2 separate regions of the Mus musculus genome follow, and region 2 is linked to region 1. A link is a contact called in public HiChIP or PLAC-seq data. All regions are on one chromosome and are shown on one strand. Each heading gives the region's core, a stretch centred on a gene start, on an enhancer-like site or on the middle of the called end of the contact. The rest is flanking DNA. Distances are from core to core; before and after follow the strand shown. Region 1 overlaps Tram2 (translocating chain-associating membrane protein 2). Region 2 holds the start of Tram2 (translocating chain-associating membrane protein 2).

What was found. HiChIP or PLAC-seq counts read pairs in DNA pulled down with a chosen protein or histone mark.
Region 2: a CTCF HiChIP or PLAC-seq map of the NIH/3T3 cell line shows a contact between it and region 1, with 22 read pairs. The contact joins the promoter of Tram2 here to the enhancer-like site in region 1. A contact is called at or near these places in 2 of 39 promoter capture datasets (the C10 cell line and pre-B cells), 1 of 15 datasets of contacts at CTCF or cohesin (the NIH/3T3 cell line), 19 of 484 Hi-C or Micro-C datasets (the CH12 cell line, the G1E-ER4 cell line, the HL-1 cell line and 11 more), 6 of 115 datasets of contacts at active chromatin or transcription factors (CD8 T cells, the HPC-7 cell line, cardiomyocytes and 3 more) and 3 of 9 other capture datasets (adipose tissue, liver and pancreatic islet).

What each region holds. Positions count from the first base shown.
Region 1 is chr1:21,039,486-21,043,013 of GRCm38.p6, reverse strand. All of the region lies in intron 1 of Tram2 (translocating chain-associating membrane protein 2), which reads left to right. Among named protein-coding and RNA genes, the nearest start is that of Tram2, 38 kb to the left of the region's middle. Within about 2 kb of position 1,788, at least 90 of the 459 cell types and tissues checked have an H3K27ac peak or open chromatin away from gene starts, as enhancers often do. A contact at or near this core is called in the CH12 cell line, the NIH/3T3 cell line, adipose tissue and 6 more, where this site is marked.
Region 2 is chr1:21,077,417-21,080,944 of GRCm38.p6, reverse strand. Tram2 (translocating chain-associating membrane protein 2) reads left to right here and starts at 1,720. Exons shown (of 11, transcript NM_177409.3): 1 at 1,720-1,951. The coding sequence starts at 1,832.

The DNA of each region.
Region 1 (3,528 bases), core at 539-3,038:
ACTTCTTTGCTTCTGTCTTTGGTGATTGCTGTCAACTTCCAGGAAAAGGGACTGTGCGTTTGGAAGCCCTGGTGTGCCAGTGCCTGGGGCTGGCCAAGGACTTTACTCTTCTTGCCTGTGGGGCAGGGATGATGCCCGGACTTGGATTTTCACAGGTGGAGAAGCAGTACTGTGCTTTAAACTGGAAGTTAGGCCCTTCAGTAAGGCCGTTATTGGACCTAGATCAAATGTATTCAAAGAATGATAGCTGACAGAGTTCTTTATGGACTTCCATTCCAGCCACCTCGATGGGTTGCATCATTTCCATGCCTGCCTGGAACAAGGCCGTTCCTTCCCTTCTGGGGAGGGCCATTGAAGAAGCTGCACTTGATCATTTATGGGAAACCTTAGAGCCATGCCCGGCACCCAGCAAGCGCCCGATAGCATCATTTGTCCCTATTGTTATCATTGGGCAAAGGAGCCCACTGAGATGACATGTCTTACCCAAAGCCACACTGGTCCACAGCAGACATGGGTCAGGACTCCACATGCAGCATGCTTCGAGGAAGCAGGGATTTCTCTGGCATTCCTAGTGTCATTACAACCAAGAGCTCAGGTCCGTGTGCCTCTAATGGAACATGGCATGCGGGATGATTTTGGTTTTGTTACAGCTGTGTGAGCACGAGCAACATTTCTGCCTTTGATTCAGAAGGGCACGTTCTAATTAAAATTGTAATGAGTCTCTCTGGCACTCTGTGTGTGTGTGTGTGTGTGTGTGTGTGAGAGAGAGAGAGAGAGAGAGAGAGAGAGAGAGAGAGACAGAGAGAGAGAGAGACAGAGACAGAGAGAGAGAGAGAGCACACCTCTATGTCATTTAGTGCTTTCCCTTTGCATGAGTATATTAACACATTGTCACTTTTAACCTTTCACCCATCGAGCTTGGCATTTAATATGCTATTAAACTCAATATTGTGTCCTATAAACATCCTTAGAGAGACGAGAAATAACTGGAGAGACATTTTTAATAGGCCCCTGTTTCTTAGCCCCTGCGCTACGTGGACCCAGCATTACACGGGGCGGCGGGGGGGCTTGTTAGTTGTTTGGTCCCCTGACCTCAGGTCAGGAGAGAGTAATGGAATGAAGATGTGGGGTGCCGGGGGGGAGCCTTTGAAAGCACACAGAGTGGTTTTTATGAGGCACAAGGAGGGTTGCCTCACTACCCCTCTGCTCCCAGACCCTCTACCTCCTGTCCCCTGTGCCCCCTTTCATGCGTGGATAGGAGCTGATCTTACTTTGCTCTTTTCGATGGTTGGGAGCGAGCTTAGGCTGAGCAGCTTGAGGATAACGTAGGACTTCGTGGGATGCACTTCTGTGGGTCAGCCTCATTCGCTCGCTGTTCTTCCTCGCTAGGCTTTCGACACATGATCGCCTTGGTTTTGGTCCTCCAATTTTTGTTGGCATTCTGTCCTGGGCTGTGTTGTATGCCTGCTGAAGTTGTTTTGGGAACAAACTTGGAAAATCTCAAGTTGCCGATTGCCTGTTTTGCTTATACTCACTGGGTGGTAGAAGGCCACTATGCCTTCTGTGAGGGGAGCTTAACTTCTTTTCCTATGAAGCAAGGGAACTGGATCTGGGATACTGTCACATGGGAACAAGCATGGTAAAGAATTTATTTCTATTGCCATGATCCAGAGGGCAGATATGGAAAAATACTGGAATCTAGTATTTTTGCTTTAACTCTGCTCTCATGGACTTATGTTCAGAAAACATGTGTTAGACATTCGTCTGTGGTTACCGAATCCTACAGCTGCTTACAGGATGAGGTCATTAGATGGGTATTTATGAGACACCTACTGCATGGGCAGTACTGGGGTGAACACAGTGAGAGAAAACAGTTGTACAGAGATAGAACTATGAGCAGGTGACAGGGTGACGAGTTTTTAGCTTTCTTGTGGGGTGGGCTGTGTCCACATGATGAGCATTCGTTACCCAGGCAGCTCTGTCCTCTCACCACTGGAGGCTGTGCAGAGAAGGTAATCAAGACAAGTAGGTGCAGATTCTTCTAGAACTGATATTTGGTGGTGTTAACCTCTACCTTGGTCGGGCTCATCAGCAGGTATAAACAGTTGCTGCATGTGCCTGATAACCCGTGTGATCCCTGAAGCCCATAGTGTAAACTCTGGATTTGGTGGCTCATGTCTGTAATCGGAGAGAGAGGGGGAGACAAGAGCCAGCTGTCAGTGAACATGTGCAGTAGCAACAGAAACAAGAGACTGTGTAGTCAAAAGGAAAGGGGAAGGTAAGACCCAACTCCTGGAAGGTTGTCCTTTGATCTCCACATGTCTCTCTCTGTCTCTGTCTCTGTTTCTGTCTGTCTGTCTGTCTGTCTGTCTCTCTCTCTCTCTCTCTCTCTCTCTCTCTCTCACACACACACACACACACACACACACACACAAACTTCATTGTGCAGTAGAACTGACATTCAAGTTTGTCCTGATACGTTCATCTACTACTGATTGTAGATTTCATCTTTGTGAGTCTGCTTCCTTTACTAGAACGTCCTTGTGACCTCCACTTTCATACTTGGCTCTTGTGTGTGCTCACAGTTCACAGGTGCAAAACCTTGAGCGTCCGCTCAGTCGAAACAAGGCCATGCCCACTTTCTGCTCCAGCTCTCATACTGTAAACAAATCATCCTTTGTCATCTATTTAGGGCCACAGTTTTGCATTTTGTGGTGTTTGTGGGGATTTCATTCTTTACCATGGCCCTTAAGTATTTTGCTGACGTGCTATCCCTAATCTTAAGAAGGAGGCAGCGTGCCTTATGGAGAAGCCATGCCTCATTTGGACATGAGCTACAGTAGTCCTGTTGACCAAGAGTTTAGTGTTAATGAACCAGCAGTATGTATCAACTAAGGTGCCTTTTAGAAGCACACCTAAAGCAAGGTTGCATGTCGATCTCTTGGTGAAATGTGACTGGTTTTTAGCACCCTAACTTTGTATTTCCCTTGGTGCAGTGCTTTGGTGTTTGTGAGTTTCCATAGAACTGCCATGCATGAAAATCGACTATGTCTTGTTTGTTGGTTTTAAGTGTGATGGCTCCGAGACTTGGCTGTGTGTTAGACTGCTGATGAGCCAGCTCAACTGAACTCATTCAGCGGCTCATTTAGTTGCCTGGGGGGAAAGGGGTGCAGGGGAGGGGGTATGGCCTGGATATAGAAAAAATTCAAGTTCTTTCAGGGACTCTGCCAAAGGCATGGTTGAACAGAGGTCCTCTACACATAGAATTACAGTGCATCTGACAAATGGATGTTGGCCAACTTCAAGAGGGCTCAACTCGCCCCATTGAAGACCCATGGCTGCTCTAGGAGCAGGACAGCAGAAACCACAGCAGAAGTCTGTGGGTGTTTGAGGCCCTGGGCAGCACCTCTTCTAGCCTGACTCAGATGATCACAAGCCAGGAGAGAGTGGGCTCAGAGTTTTAGACCTGACGGGTCCCAAGGAACAGGCCTTTGGTGACAGAGGGCAGTTCCCACTAGAGACTAACGA
Region 2 (3,528 bases), core at 471-2,970, 38 kb before region 1:
CTGCAAGAGCAATGTCTAAAACATCTCTGCTTTTTCGACTGTTTTATTTATAAATGGGAGGGGTGGTGAGTTCTACTGTTTCCCATGGATTTTGGCCTCAAGTATTAAACGTTAGATTGACACCATTACATATGCGAAGGAAATTCCCACAAATCATTGACCATTAGAACATTTGTACATTGAGAGTCAAGGTGCTCCAGAGTTCTTTACAAGGCTAGGTCCGAATTTCAGAAGAGTCTTGATTGGGGAGACAGCGTAGTGAGTGATAGTCCATGCTGTGCAAATACTAGGACCTGACTTGGAATCCGCAGAACCCATGTAAAAGTTGGCCACAAGGGGCATTTCTACTGGGAGATGGGAGGAGCTAGAGGAGCAGCTAGCCTGGCCTACCTAGTGGAAAAGTCAACACAAAGAGAGACCTTGGAACAAACCAGGTGGAAGGTGAGGCCTGACACCGGAGGTCACTGGGGCGAAAATACATAAATATGTGAGCTCATGCATGTGCAGCCCCTATATGTCATAAACTGTACGCACGTGCACGCACGCACGCACGCACCGGTCTTAACTTTAAACAAAGGTTAGTCCAATATAGGCATTAATGCCCCCCGCCCCGCCCGTGGAGTTAGAAGCCCTAGGGCTGTCTGTTAAATAGTGCACAGTTTAGAATACAGGAGATAAATTTCTTTAAGGAACTTCATTCAGTTCTAGTTACCTTCAGACTGCTATTTTTGCAAACTCGTAACCGTGAAACTAATTTTAAAAAAAGAAAAGAAATTAAACAGTCCTCTGTTCATTTTGCATTTCTGTACATTTAGAAGCGATTATTTGTTCCTTCATTACTGGCAGGATTAAATCCAATATTTGCTAGTATAATTTATTTTAAAAGACCTTTTGTCCTTCCGGAAGTAATTTTGAAACTTAATATTAAATGGAAACGTTGGGTGAGGATCTTTTTTTTTTTTTTTTTTTTTTTTTATTTCTTCAGTGTTTATTCTTCCACTTCTGATCAATTAATATTGAAGGTAGTGAGCCCTGAAAAACCAATTCTGGGCAGTACCTGGCCTTTTAAGTGAAGGAGTAAAACGCGGGGTACCTGCACGCCCTTGCAAAGTAGGCTCTACTAAGGCAAGGCCTTGGGGTAGCTGCTGAAGGTTCTGAGAGGTTGAACCTACACTGTGCAATCCTTCAGACACAGGAGTAGCCATGCATTCATTTAAGATCCAGCGCAGGGCTGGGGCCAGTCCACAGGCCGGCACGAAGCTTCCCGCCCCGGGCCCTTCCTGCAGAGGAAGAAGCTGGGCGCTAGGAGTGGGATCCCGGCCCACTTCCTGTCCAGCAGCTCGGGAGCCGCTTCCTCTCAAAGCCGGAGGACAGGGCTTCCATTCCCGCGTCTCAGCGAGGTTCACGGAAGAGTGTACCCCCGGTGGAAGCCGCAAGCACCGGTAGCGAGCGCGGCACAAGGGTTAGGCGCGCCGGGCTCGCCCAGGAGGCGTGGCCGGTGGCGCTGGCCAAAGGGCTTGAGGGCGGGGCGGATGGAGGAAGGGGGTGTGGCCAGAGGCGCGCGCCTTTGCGGCCTGGGGGCGGGGCGGACGGAGGAAGGGGGTGTGGCTAGAGGCCCGCGCCTGTGCAGCCGCTGCGGGGCGAGGGCTGTGGCCGGGGGCGGTTCCGGGCGGCAGGCCGGGGCGGGGCGGGCAGAGGAAGGGGGCGGGGCCCGAAGTTGTTCCGCGCTGGGCTGCGGGGCTGGCGTGCGGACCGGGCCGGGCCGGAGAAGTTTTCGCTGGGGCTGCTGAGCGAGGGTGCGGGCCCCCGCAGGCGGTGAACGCCCGCTGCCATGGCTTTCCGTAGGAGGACGAAAAGTTACCCGCTCTTCAGCCAGGAGTTCATCATCCACAACCATGCAGACATCGGTTTCTGCTTGGTGCTCTGCGTCCTCATCGGGCTTATGTTCGAGGTGAGTAGAGCGGGGAGGGGGTGCTGCAGGGGTTGGCGGTCCTAACTCCCGTCCTCCGAGGCGCAGACAGGGATTCCCGGACCTCATCTGGGCTGGAGCGCGCCCGGCTGGGATGTCCCGCACGTTATCTGCACCTCTGGCTTTGTGCACTGTATCCACTCTGGCCTGGACCTAAGAGAGTCCAGACAGCACCCCTAACTCCTAGCTGTGCGGGCCGTGCCATGCTCTGTCGCCCCCCTTGGACACCCACCACATCCTACAACTCTATCTGAATCTCAGAAACCCATACCTGGCCTCGAACCAATTGCAGAGCTGCCTTCCTGGCCCTATGGTTGGGGTTTCCTTTCTGGCGACTTGGTGCCAATGTGGGAAACTCCTAGACCAGCTGTAATTGCACAATCCCCCCTCCTTCTCTCTAGTGGGGGCCTCCAGATCTTCTAGGCTTTTCTAGTGGAAGGGACCCTAACCCTCTCCACCTCTCTTGTGGCTTTCTGGAAGTTCTTCATCCTAACCTCTGGAGCTTGCTCCAGGTGTTCACATGTGGCCCTGGCTCCATCCCAGAGGGACCTTCTGCTACCAACCTCTCTTTAAATATGACCTAAAGGGCTAGTTTTAAGATATCCTTTGGCACTTTGAACTGTTCCTGTAGATCTGTGTGAACTGGACCCAGAGCCTCATCCCCTTTGCAGGAGCCAGTAGAGGGATACTCTCTGTGAAAGGTGATTTCCTAGTCGCTGCAGGGATGTGGGGTGGGAACAGAGAAAGGGATCCTGGATTCAGCACTGTGCTGGTGTAGGCCTCAGAGCTGTCTGTGTAAACCACTAAGGGGTCAGAATCCGAGGTCCCTACTCCAGAGTGCTGCAAAACGGTGATATTGAAAAGTGGGAAGGACTTACTATAGTATATATTGTCTCCAGAGCACCATAGGTAATAGGTGACAGTCCCATGGCTTGGGTCGCCTGGTCTTGAGAACACTCATTCCTATCCTCTCTTCTGTGTAAGTTTCCTGATCTGCATTCTACAGGGTAGTAAGAAGGTGCACCATTTAAGAGTTACTTGTCTATCCCTGCATCTACCCATATCTCCCTTATCTACCCATATCTACCCATATGTCCCTGTTACCGACTCAGGACCTATTTGGCTGAAGAACTTGTCCTCGCGCTGGGGCTGTTCTTGGGTTAGCCGGGTCTGAGCTGAATGCATGCTCGTAGCTAGGCTGTCGGGTTTGCAGGAGAGAAGCTGGGACTGGGGCTGGTGTCCACATTCTTCTGGAAATTCTGTCACTTCACTTTCTTCCTCTCCTCCACTCACATTTTCCCTCGACCTCAGTTTCCTCATCATTGAAGAAACCATTAAAACCAACCTTCCTTATGCAGTGATTTATAAAGCTTAAAGCTGAGGTTTTATCCGCAACAAAAGCCATTCTTCCAGCCAAAGAGCTAATCTGTCTCTTGCTCCTGGACCCTTGTTATTATTTAACATAGTGGCTTAATGAGAAGGCAGGGGACCTGCCCTGCTTCACGTTTGCCTCATGTCAATGTGCAGTCCTCCATTCTAAGACGCTTCTCAGTGTCATG